Linked DNA regions of Sus scrofa: region 2 is linked to region 1. The links are chromatin contacts, called in public HiChIP or PLAC-seq maps. All regions are on one chromosome and are shown on one strand. The core of a region is the stretch at or near the end of the contact, and the rest is flanking DNA. Distances in the headings are between cores, read along the strand shown. Region 1 has its middle 77 kb from the start of PPP2R3A. Region 2 overlaps PPP2R3A (serine/threonine-protein phosphatase 2A regulatory subunit B'' subunit alpha).

Region 1 (6,533 bases), core at 1,809-4,308:
CCCACACCCAGGGTTTCTGGAACCACACTTTGAGAACTGCTGAATTAAGATATAGATCATGTGGGAGTTCCTGCTGTGGCACAGTGGGTTAAGAATCTAACTGCAGTGGCTTGGGTTACAGCTGAGGCTCAGATTGTGTACATGGCCTGGGAATTTCCATATGCTGCAAACGTGGCCAATAAAAAAAATATACATCATCTATGGTTGCACAGACTAAAATAACAGTGACTTGAATAAGATAAAAATGTATTTCTGTTTTGCCTAGCTTTCCAAATGTAAGCAGTTCCCATCGGTCATGATGCTCTTTCTGGTTGTTCTGTCATCCCTGATCCAGTACCACCTCTAGACTTCAGCCAACAGGAAGGGGAGGGCACGCCCTATTCTTTCAAGTGCATCCCAGTAGTTGTATGAATCACTTCCCTTCCAATCCCATCAGTCTGAACTTGGATAAAAGCTTATTACTGAGTTACAAAGGAGACTGGGAAATACCTCCAATCTGACTGGCAGTGTGTTTGTTCTATCAATGACGAAGAAAGTGAGAACAGATACAGTACAAAATCCCAGTCAGTGCTGACCTTTCCCCCTAGGCTTGGGTGGGCACAATCCCAGAGAGGAGCTTGGGCCATCCAGGGCTGGCTTTGTCCCTGCCCAGAAGGACAGGGGAATTCGTCCAAGCATAGAACAGGGCTTATGCAGCAAGATATCTTTGCCTGTACATCTGCCTCATAAAAACAATGCCAACAGAAGATGAGGAGCTCTCAAAACAAGAAGGCCCTCAGATAGGAGGTGAGCAGCTCACAGAAAGAGCAGCAGACAGGTACTGAAGACTAGGCACAGTGGAAACAGACTAGTTAAGGAGAAAACTCCCTAGCCTCAGCCATAAATGAAGCTCTGGTTAGGAAAAATGCCAACAGCACCAATACAGCTCACAAGGCCCTGCAGGACCCCAACCCTTCCTGCCAAACCCATCTCCAGCCACATCTCATGCCAGTCTCTCTCTGCTCTTCCTCGTCCTCCTCAATTCAGACATGTTCAACTCTTCAGTTTGAAAAGTGTGCCTTAGTCTTTCTTGTCTTAGGGTCTTTGCATGTGCTGTTCCATCTTCTGGAACCCTCTTTTCCTGACCACTATCTGGCCCACACCTGCTCATTCTTCAGATCTGTGGGGAAAAAACAGAACCAACCAAGTGAGAACAAACTAAGGCAATACATCCAAAGCAAGGTGGTTAGCCACTCTCACATGGGTTTGGACAGAGTCTCAAAGACAAGCAAAGGAGCAGCAAAGCTTTATAACCGAGAAAGGGAAGGTTTCCAGTGTGCCTGACTGGAGACTGCTGATGGGGGAAAGCTGTAGGTGGGAAAGCTAGGAGTGCAGTCCATGTGATTGGTTAGGGGTACAGATTTGGCTTTCCCTTGTTGACCCTAAGTTGGAAGTAAGGACAAAAATTAGGAAAGCTGTCAGTTTTTTGTTTTTTTTTTTGTTTTTTTGGGGGGTTTTTTTTTTGTTGTTGTTGTTGCTATTTCTTGGGCCTCTCCCGCAGCATATGGAGGTTCCCAGGCTAGGGGTCGAATCGGAGCTGGAGCCACCGGCCTACGCCAGAGCCACAGCAACTCGGGATCCGAGCCGCGTCTGCAACCTATACCACAGCCCACGGCAACGCCAGATCATTAACCCACTGAGCAAGGGCAGGGACCGAACCCGCAACCTCATGGTTCCTAGTCGGATTCGGTAACCACTGCGCCACGACGGGAACTCCCCGAAAGCTGTCAGTTATTAATCAAATCCAATCTGTTTGGGGCCTGTTGTTATAGGGGTTATTGTTTGGCTTCTTGGACCGGTTGCTCGACCTAGTGGTCTGACTTCCTACAAGTCTAACTTAGAGCAGCCTGGCCACCCAGGCTGGTTACTGTAGATTATGGGTCAGAGTTCTGCTTTGAATATGGTCTGACCATTGTCTATCCATATATTCAGACTCTCAGGTCTCAGCTCCCAGCATTTCCTCTTAAAGTCTTTCCCTGCCCCTGTGTACCTGTAGCTTCCTGAATTCCTCTATCCTAATTCTCAGCAAACCTGTAATTAGTACTTGCCCAGTGGGTTACCATCTCCATGAGGGTAGGGACTATAATTTTTTATTTATTCATTCTCTATGCTCAGCACCGAGCAAAGGGCTTAGCATACAATAGGGGCTCAATAAAAAATATATATATATATATTACCTGGATGAATGGAATTGGGAATGGTTGAGTGGAAGTCAGACTTTTGCAGAGCTGAGGACAAGGTTCTATTGCTTCTCAAATGACCAGTCTCCAGAACCCTCTGCAAAGAGTAGCTGAAGCCATGTGTTCCACACTGGTTTTGCCCCTGAGCCATCACGCTATTTCAACAGAGCCACCCAACAGGGAAAATAAGGTCCCATTGCTTATAGAGCCACCAAAGATGTGGGCTGTTTCAAGTTCACTTAGTTCGCCATCCATGAGTGAAACTTATCTGGGATCCAACACCTACCTGGGTATCTCCATCTTAAGCCACATTGCCTTGTAAGCATGGATCGCTGACAATATCCTACAAAATACTCCACTGGATCCTCGTGCTACCCATTTAGCAAGATTACTTGTGCTGAAGTTCTGGCATAAACCTGCCAGCTGTAACATATCTTGCTGATCTGACCCAGTGGTGACCTACAGTGCTCGGTGTATGGGCTGTTTTCTTTTATTTTCCAACCTCTGAAGATTGTCAGAATTCTGCCTGTCTAAGCAATAAATCCATCTTTTCAGGGATCAATTGCAGTGACTGGCTGCAAAGCCTGGAAATCCAATTAACTGCAAAATAAATAAAAAATGAAAAATACACTGAAGCTGTGGCATAAATCAGCTAGAAATTGTCCTGCACATTAAAATAAACAAGGAGAAATTTCAACTTCATTTGTCTTCTTTTCCTTTTTTAAACCCCATTATTGATAAATTTAGCCTTGGTTCCAATTTTGTCTTAGCCACCACTTGCTCAAGTATAGATCTGTTGGGATGGCTATCTCTGTTCTAATTATACCCTGCAGGCGCTCTCCGGAGCAAAGCCAACTCGGCTAGGATTACCTTGGTGCCATATGTAAAACTTTAGGCCCTCTCTCCCTTCATCTTTTTACACCACATGTGTTCTTAAAGGGGCATAAATCTGCTCTAACGTTGCGTGGGAAATATGAGTTATTTTGGCTTTCTGGGACATTTTGAAAAGGACAGAGTTTTCATCAGTTGGCTGATTGAAAGGCCCAGTGCCTCACTACTACTAGGTCTGCTGGGCTGCAGCCAGGACCCACAAAGACCATGGGCACTGGACAACATTTTCGATGTGTAGAAGTGGGTTGAGTGCTTCATGGCAATGAACCTCACTCCCAGCTACATCCCCAGGCTTCCCATCAATGCCCTGGAAAGGGACCCTCTGGGGCCCAAGGGACCCAGCAACTTGAGCAGCCACCTGGTCAGAAAACAGATTGGGAAAGGCATGGAAGGAAAATCTACTTGAGCTCCCAACTGTTACTGGAACACAGATTGGTTTCCTGAGGGTGTCATGTAGAGGACAATCGGGGTGGTGATCACTATTCCCAAGCCATGGCTGGAGTCCAGAGTGGGAAGGCTCTGCCACGGATTCACTACGTGACTTCAAACCATCATGAGCTCCTCTGGATGCATGTCCTCGTGTGTAAACGAGCAGGCTGAAATAGAGGTTCCTAAAGCGCTTTCCAGTCCCAGTGTCTGTGATTCCATGTTTGGTGAGTTACAGCATATATTTTATCTAAGGAAGGTTTGTGGAAAGAGTATTCCCATTTTGATGAACTATAAACTAGCTCTTCTAGCCTCCCTTTTTCTTGGTACCCTGCTGTGTCATCACTGAATTTGCCATTTTCTGGATTGTAAGCATTACACAGACAACAGGTGTTTGTCAATGATGTTCCCATGGAAAACAGGAAAACCGAAAGTTGAGTGTTTCTCAACATTTCTTATCAGAAAAGCAGAATGACTCACCATTGCTCAAAAAAAAAAAAAAAAAAATGCTTTCACTCCATCCTATCTCCAAATATTCCTTAGATAAAATGATATCAACAAATGTGACAAGAAACCTTTCCCCATCTGTCAAAATGTGCCCATGTGAACAATTTAAATTTGTAATTTCAATTCAAATCACAAATTTTCTGTTATCCTTAGCTGGTGATTGATTTGGTTTTACTAAAAAAAAAAATTGCCTTATTTTCCAAACTTATTTTCAAAATTCTATTTACCCAAAAACAAAACCAAAAGAAAATAAATAGGATGACGGGAAGCCGTAACCGTTAGAAACACAGTCATTACTACCTAGAGGTATTTCCATGGTCATAAACTAAATTTGCTGCCACAGAAAACAGAAAACACATAGGGCCTGGGGGCTCTTCTTAAGTCTAGCTGGAGAGACAGAATTTTATGCGAGGAAATTACTGTAAACTGGTCTCAATATGATGGGGAAATAAATTCACCCTCTTATTCTCAATCCTGATGGCTTTCATATTTTTTCCTTAACACTAACTCTAAGCTAGGCACTAGGAAAACAGCAATGAACACAGCAGCCAAAGCCGCCTTCCTGAAGCTTACGGAGGGCAATACATTTATCCAGCAGTCGAGGAAACAATGGGTTAATTTCAAGGGAAACCCTCGGTTATTTAGCATAGAGTAGCCACACATTGTTTTGTTAACCTATGGCTGCATTTTTCTATTTTCATCTATTGGTGTTGGCATCAAGAAGGCAGCAGGAGCCTAAGGCTCTTATCTTTCCAATCCCTCTTTCTTCTCCAAGGCAGGTAGTTACAAGTACCAAATAAGTTTCTATTCTCACTGTGGGGTTTTTTGGTTTAAAACTGTTTATTGATCAATAAAAAAAAAGTAGAAAATCACAAAGTCATTGCCTGGGGAAACTGTACTAGTAATTTTACAGCAGGCTAGATAGTAAGGAAAGATTACAAATGTTAGTAGGCGGGAGGCCTGCCTCATGCTGAAAGCAAGTCAATTCTGACAAAAAAAAAAAATCTAACCACCATTACTGACCTTGGAGAGCCTACACAAGGTCAATGGCGGAATGAATATGATTATATTGGTCCTATTCCCAGTCTGTTTACTAGCTCGAGAAAAAAAGTGGACAGACATCATATGTACTCCCATATGCTTAAAAGTAATAAACACTGTAAATAACAGACTCAAGTCCTCAAAAGAATGCAAAAGAGAATGTACGTAGGCTGGAGAACAACATTTTTAAATAGATTATAAAGTTAATTTTTAAAATAGGACTGTCACTGGGACATATTGCTGCCACCGTAACTATTTATATTAATAACTCTGACTCATCCAACCAGTCTCCATAAGCTCAGAGAGTATCCTGGCAGTGTTCATTCATTCTTTCAGTCATCCTTCCTCCCATCTGTTCAACAGGGACTGCTTTTGGTGTGAGTATCCAGAACTTCCAGAGGGATACCATTGCCCTTGTCCTTAAATCTGACAATGACCTTCACCTTGGCTCCTCCAAGGAGAACATTCATTCCAAACTACTCCATAGCTTTTCCTCCACTACTTGCCTTATTTCTCCTTAAACCTTTCTGTGTCCATAACCCAGATCTCCCTAAAATATCTGGGGTCAAATATTTCCAATACCCTCTTCTTCCTGCTTATATCCTCGCCCACCTCTCTAACCTCCATGGGTTCTATCAGTAACCATTTTGATTCTATTATATCCCCTCTAGCTCCTCTGTTGCCAACTTAATCTCTTGTGCCCCAACCTTGATCTCTTCTGTCAGCCTTCCTTACTCTAGCAGTGAGACAATGTGCATCATCTTAAATATCATATGCCTTAAATATCAAATGACTTTTCAGAGACACAGTAAGCTCTGGGTCTCAACAGTCATCCAACCATAGGTTTTCATGTAACAATTCCTGGGGGATGATGAAGAGGTCAGTAAAGGGTGACATGTGTGGACTCTCTCATCAGGTAGGGTCCCCATCCATTCCCAGGTAAGTTATCATTTTCATGTTCAGGGCAGAGCCCTTGGTCTTCAGTCCCAAAATCCAAAATGTAGGCATCACTACTTGGCTCGGATGGGTCACATTCCATCCATCAGAAATAGCCACCCGAAGACGTAGGATCAAGTCATGATCATTATCCAACACCTCAGCTTATCATTTTCCAAAAAAGATCAGCTCCTGATGGAATAGCACCCTGGACAGGTAAGCTTTGAGGGGGAGGAAAGGCTCACAGCTCAAGGCTCTGTCTATGGTGGTCAGGTCAAGACAGGCCACAACATGAAGTGTCTTAGCAGGCAGGTGGAGCTTAAGGACACATCATTCCTCTAGAAGAAGGCATTGAAGACTTGGACTTGACTTGACTTTGACAAGGACTTAAAGGCACTGAAGCAGAGAGAGATGAGAGGGTCATTACAGAGGCAAGCTCTCCACTTTTTACTTTGGTCAAAGGGAACCTACGGCATGTTCTGGGAGGGCAGCAAGGCCGCAGACCTGGGGACC
Region 2 (6,533 bases), core at 2,346-4,845, 160 kb after region 1:
CTGGGCTCCCAATCCTGGAGAGCCAATCCAAGGATTAGAGACCTGCAGCCTGCTGTCTTGAAGGTCTCTGGATCCACTTTCCTCCTCTTTCCTTTCCCAGCCCCTGACTGAGGACCCTTTCTGCCTCCCTGCCCTGCTCTGTGGTTCATTGGCCCACTAATACTTCATAGTGAACCAACAGTGAGAGAGAGCAGAGAGCAAGGCCTGCCCAGGGTCACGGAAAGTGCAGGCAAGAGTGTTGTCAAGTCAGGGAAGGGGATTGCCTGCTAGGGAGTCAGAGCAAATAAGGACTTTCCTATTTGCAGACAGTGAGAATCAGTCTGTAGGTGGCATCAGGAAAAACTGCCAGTATTGAAGCTGACAACATGAAAACTATTTTGGTTAGCCATAGTAACAGTCATTCATTTACATGACAATTTACTGTTTATACCAAATCATCATGTGGCACATTGGCCAGTGTACACATACATGTCTTGATTAACTTGTTTGAACTGTACATGATTATAGCCCTAAATTCACATTCAAGGGTGCCAAGCATTTATGTTCATTGCTCCTAGACTTAAACCTTTTTTTTTTTTTTTAGCGCCGTACCCATGGCATATGGAAGTTCCAGGCTAGGGGTCTAATTGGAGCTGCAGCTGTCGGCCTATGCCACAGCCACAGCCACACAGGATCTAAGCCATGTCTGCGACGTACACTGCAACTCATGGCAATACCGATCCTTAACCCAGTGAGCGAGGCCAGGGATCGAACCTATACTCTCATGGAAACTAGTCAGATTCGTTTCCACTGAGCCATGACGGGAACTCCATTGCTTCTAGACTTAAATTGTCAGCTCAAGGTGAACTGCTCATACCTTTAAAAATTGTGTGAATAACAACCTCAGAAGATATCATGAGTGTATGGGGTTTGTATTATTTTCGATTACGGTATCATCTCATGTTATTGGATTTTGCCTCTTAATTCTTAAAATCATTTATTTAAAAAAAATCATTCAATCATGTCTTCCGTTTAGCTTATCCCATGCAGTAAGTGCTTACTCACTAAACCAGCCTTACTTCCATTCTTTGCTCTGTAGATGGGTCCTCACCCCTCTGCAGGTGATGACTCTGTGCCTGCAGCACTCGCCCCCGAGTGCTTGTGTTCTCATGGCAGGCTGGCTACAAGAAAAGGAGAAGATAACCTCCAAGGGACAGCCAGGGAGGAGGTGGTCAGAGCAATGAGGAATGTTTTTATGGATTCTTGTAGTTAGGAAAGCTATTGGGAAGGCCAGCCTGAGTGTGCAGACTAAGTGATGCCAAAATGTAGTTGTAGAGACTGGGATCTGTTTTTTAAGTGCAAAGCAAACTCCATGTTTATGAAATCTTCATCCGTTGAAGTTTATCTCATTCATCTTCAACCTCAAACAGCCTTGGAGAGATTAATGCCCATTTCTGATTAAATTCTCAGTATGTAATTTATACTTTTTCCCACAGTCTTAAGTGTGATGGAAAAGAAATGAGTGGAGAATGAATCTAAGAGGGACAAAAGCAGCATAGGAACAGAAATCGAGGAACAGCAAGAAAGTATTTGTCACCACTGAGTTTTAGCCTCTAACAGAAAGTGAAGGGAAAAGAATGAAACTGTCTTCTGAACCATCCAAAGCCCCTCAGCACCTCTCATTGACTGACATTGCACCATCTTGACCCATCGTGCTTGTGGCATATAAAATAGCCTCTCTGTACCTTTATTTCTTCATCTGCAGAATGGGATAAAAATACCTGCCTTCTTTTAAATGGAATCAGATCAGGACCAAATAAAATAACAAACGTGATGAGATATTTTAAAATGATAAAGAACATTACAAATAATGGGCAGTCATCTTTTCCTGTGTATCATAGACAAGCTTGCTTTCAAGTTCTTTGCTAGGTCAGATTATAGGTGTTAATCAAGTTTTCTTTGCTCCAGAAACTTTAACTGCCATACTTTGACTCTTGCCTCCTCCTCTAAGTTTCCTAAACCCACTTTCAGCACGTCGGGTACCTCCTCATTTGTCATCCATTCTTTTCCTTTGTTAAAAGTCTTGACACATGCTTGTTCTCTCTTTTGTTATAAAACCCTCTGTTCTGTTGCCCTCAGATTAATATCATTTACTTTTTTAGGGGAGTTCTTATTAATCTCCTGACTCCCTTTACCTTTTTTTTTTTTTTTTTAATCTTTTCAGGGCCACACACATAGCATACAAAGGTTCCCAGGCTAGAATTCGAATCGGAGCTGTAGCTGCTGACCTACACCACAGCCACAGCATGCCAGATCCAAGCCGCATCTGCAGCCTACACCACAGCTCATGGCAACGCTGGATCCTTAACCCACTGAATAAGGCCAGGCATTGAACCTTCGTCCTCATGGATGCTAGTCAGATTTGTTTCCGCTGAGCCACAATGGGAACTCCCTGACTCCCTTTACCTTAATTCTTTGTTTTTAAGCAGATACAAGCCAGCCATAATTTTTTTTAAATGGTCAAAATATATCTGCAGCCCTTGCAATCCACTGCTCTCCCTGTTTTTTCCTTTAGCATTTTCTCCAAGAACCTGATACCTTCAGGCTGCCCAATTCTTGGCCACGCAGGGTGCCCCACTTTAAAAAAAAAGAGGTCGGCTATTAACCATCTAGTTCAAGACATACCTGTTCTATACCTTACCTCTTATGATTTTGCCTTTGGGTCATAATAAATTTTTAAATTTTTTTTTTTTAGAGCCTCACCTGTGGCATATGGAAGTTCCCAGGCTAGGGGTCCAATTGGAACTACAGCTGTCGGCCTACACCACAGCCATAGCAACACCAGATCCAAGTCATGTCTGTGATCTATACCACAGCTCACAGCAATGCCAGATCCTTAACCTTCTAAGCGGGGCCAGGGATCAAACCAGCATCCTCATGGATACTGGTGGGATTCATTTCTGCTGAGCCACAAGGGGAATTCCTAAATTTGTAAATGTTAATCCCAGTGATTTGCTACTCTTTAGGAGCTGGCACGCACACATTTTAACAGGAGTCTTCTGGATTAAAGACCATAATCCAAGGAAGTGAAAGTTGTTTAATAGTGGGTGAAGCCTCATGGGAGGTGGTTAAGTGCACAGTCCCTGCAAGTTTTGTAGCTAAGCTGGTGACCACTTCCTAGGGTTGAGCCAGAAGATTCCTGATCCCTTCCACTTCTGAAAACTCCATAGTAACTCTAATGGTGGGAGCTTCAACACTTTGACAAGCCAGTTCCCATCTCTCCCTGTGTTTTCTCTCTTTGTTTGTAGCTCTGTACCCCCACCTCCATAATACAGTCTCTTCTTTCAACTTTCCCAGCAGTTGCCAATAGCCTTTTCTTGGCAAACCCCCATTCTACATGGAAGGAAAGATTGGGATTGGGGGAAATGGATTTGACAGTTACCACCCAAAGTATATTAATTGTGAGCTTTGTACCTTGGCAATCATAATTTACACAATAAACAAAATCCATTTGGTTGCTAAGCAACACCTTTCCCTCATTCTTGACCTCAGTGGAGGTATTTGACCTCTGGACTTAAGAAATCTTAAATTCCACCCTGCTTGCAGAACATGCTTTAGTGGCTCTGGCAGGAGCAGTCTCTTATTTCTGCCCTGTACTTCCCTCCCTTGGTTTGAACCTCGCCATCTGTATCCTCCTCTCTGACATGAACCTGGCAGCCTCTGGCATTCTCTCAGAATAACTAATTTCAGACAAAGTACTAGTCAGGCTTCTGTGGGGACCCCCATGCACCAAGGCAACACGAGGAGCAGCTTCATCTGAACCTAATGTGGATTCACAGTCCACCACCAGAGGAGCTTCCCTTTGTAGAATAAGACTCAACAGACCCCCATCTAATATGAATAATAAGAATATCTTTTGTTATTGCCACACCCTTGGCATATGGGTATACCTGGGCCAGGGACTGAATCTGAACCACAACTGCTACTTATACAGCTGTGGCAATACCAGATCCTTAACCTACTGCACCAAGCTGGAAATCAAACCCACATCTCTGCAGTGACCAAAGCCACTGTAGTCAGATTCTTAACCCACTGCACCACTGAGGGAACTCCAAGAATATTTTTATCCAATAACAAGATATGACTCTTTGAAGAGTCAGATTTTGGAATGTATTTTATGTGTATATACAAAGTTGAGAACATTTTGGAGATAATTTTTCTGCTAATATTTAGATATTATTATTACTTAGAAGGAAACATTTTCTGTCTAGGAAGAAAAACAGTCATTTTGGCAAGAACTCTTATAAGAGTACAAGAATAATCTTTCTTGGGAGTTCCTGTCGTGGTGCAGTGGTTAACAAACCCAGCTAGTAAACATGAGGTTGAGGGTTCGAACCCTGGCCTCGCTCAGTGGGTTAAGGATCCGGCATTGCCATGAGCTGTGGTGTAGGTCGCAGATGTGGCTCAGATCCCGTGTTGCTGTGGCTGTGGTGTAGGCCGGCAGCTGTAGCTCTGATTCGACCCCTAGCCTGAGAACCTCCATATGCCATGGGTGTGGCCCTAAAAAACAAAACTAAACGAGTGGTTGCTTTAAATGTCATGATAGGGGAAAGAAACAAGACTATAAATGAACTCAAAGAAAAGGTAAATGGATTTTCATTTTCTTCGGTAAACATGTCATTCTCTTATTTTGTTTCCCCTGCCTCGCTGAATCTACCCTAGCTGATATTTCTGCCTCTGTCCCAGTTTTGCTCTTTCAAGGGCCCTTCTGTCCAGTGTGGCATGAAGGGTAAAAGCCACAAAGGCCCTTTCTTGGCCACGTCACCCCTTCCCTGCCCCTTGGCTTACACTGCATTTGTGTTTTATTTGCAGGTCTGTGGCTGCCCTCTGTATTGGAAAGCCCCCATGTTCAGGGCCGCAGGGGGAGAGAGGACAGGATTTGTGTCAGCACAGTCATTCATCGCCATGTGGAGAAAGTAAGTATGGGAGCAGTTACTCAGGGGCTGGTCCTCATGACATGCCTTATAAAGGTCACTTATTTCACTCATTTGTTCATTTTCCCTTTACCCTTTGTCCAACAAGTACAACTCAGTGATTCACAACCTTGTATGCCCACATACAAATTCTTTCCTTAAACCTTTGTCCTGCATGTCTCTAATCAGTAAAACAGACTTTCAGAAATACCTCTTTAATAACTATTTGGTAGTTTCTTAGTTGCACTTGTTAACAATTTGAGTCTTAGAATTTGTCTCTTGTAGCAGTGACATAAATGCTCCTTTAAGGGGAGCAGACCACACGTGTCACATGAAAAATAAAGCTTCCATTCTTATATGATCCAATTTAGAATTGTATCTAGTTGATTTATTAAAAATAACTGAATTCTAATAGATTTTAGTCATTACTTTTTGAAAGTTCCAAATAAGGAACAAATTGTATGTTTATCAAGATATTCCTGGATTTTAACATCTTGACAAGGTTTCTTGAATTCATATCCAACATTTTCTCTATTTTCTCTTTTCCTCTCATCTTGCTTCTTTAGAAGTTGTTTCTTGATATATTTATGCAATTTAAGAGAATGTTATAACTTGTCCCTTCTACCTCTTTTAACTGATCAACCTCCTTTTCATATGTTCTTCTCAAAGTCTTTTCTGAGCTAGATATCCTTTCTGATGAACTAACTATGGGGAAATGCTATTCACCTTTATCGCTATCGCATCATCATCATTATTATTTAAAATCAGTATAATAGTGGCAAAATTAAGCTTACAGATTCCTTCTAATCCTTTAAGGCTTTCTAAAAGCCTTTAATAGCAGAATGCTTGAGAACATAATAGGTGGTTAATAAGTGTATTCTTATTTTTTTAAATCTTATCTGCAAGTTGAGTTCACCAGGTTCTTCTTGGATTACAATAGAACTAAAGTGATCAGGGTATATAAGACTGCCAGTTAATGGGTTTCTTTTAAAGAACTGCACCAAAGCTGAAAGTTACAAATACTTCATGTTTTCCAGGTGAATTTTAGTTATTTTGTTACAGGAACTTGTAAATTTTCCAAATACCAAGTACTAAAATGGCCTTAGGGACTTCCCTGGTGGCACAGTAGGTTAAGGATCCAGCCTTTTCACTGCTGTAACACAGGTTTGATCCCTGACCTGGGAACTTCTATGTCCTGCAGGCACAGCCAAAAATAAAATAAAATAAAAAATAAATAAAATGGTCTTGGGAGAATCACTCCTCATATACCAGTGAAATGACCCTCCCAAGTTGGTGCTGTGGTCACCACTCCACCTCTCTTATAGCAAATAGGAAATAGCTGGATAAAAATATAAAAAATGTAGTTTTTTTAATGTGTGGTTAAGCAGTCATAAAAATAAGAGAATTCTTTGGATCCTAGAATTAACAAAAAGCACTAATTAGTCAGGTACAAACCAGTAAAGGGATTAGCATTTGCCATTCTGGCTGTTCTGGCAGCCTAGAACCTGGGGGAAGAAAATAGAGCCAAACACGTGAATAAGCGTGGTCGGCTTGGGTTCACTCTCCTTTCCCCACCAGTAA

The links. HiChIP or PLAC-seq counts read pairs in DNA pulled down with a chosen protein or histone mark.
Region 2: an H3K27ac HiChIP or PLAC-seq map of skeletal muscle shows a contact between it and region 1. The contact joins two enhancer-like sites. A contact is called at or near these places in 2 of 47 Hi-C or Micro-C datasets (both in skeletal muscle) and 1 of 2 datasets of contacts at active chromatin or transcription factors (skeletal muscle).

What each region holds. Positions count from the first base shown.
Region 1 is chr13:76,865,218-76,871,750 of Sscrofa11.1, forward strand. No RefSeq gene overlaps it. Among named protein-coding and RNA genes, the nearest start is that of PPP2R3A, 77 kb to the right of the region's middle. Within about 2 kb of position 3,059, at least 2 of the 83 cell types and tissues checked have an H3K27ac peak or open chromatin away from gene starts, as enhancers often do. A contact at or near this core is called in skeletal muscle, where this site is marked.
Region 2 is chr13:77,020,171-77,026,703 of Sscrofa11.1, forward strand. It overlaps PPP2R3A (serine/threonine-protein phosphatase 2A regulatory subunit B'' subunit alpha), which reads left to right. Exons shown (of 14, transcript XM_021069482.1): 4 at 4,852-4,955. Among named protein-coding and RNA genes, the nearest start is that of PPP2R3A, 78 kb to the left of the region's middle. Within about 2 kb of position 3,596, at least 10 of the 83 cell types and tissues checked have an H3K27ac peak or open chromatin away from gene starts, as enhancers often do. A contact at or near this core is called in skeletal muscle, where this site is marked.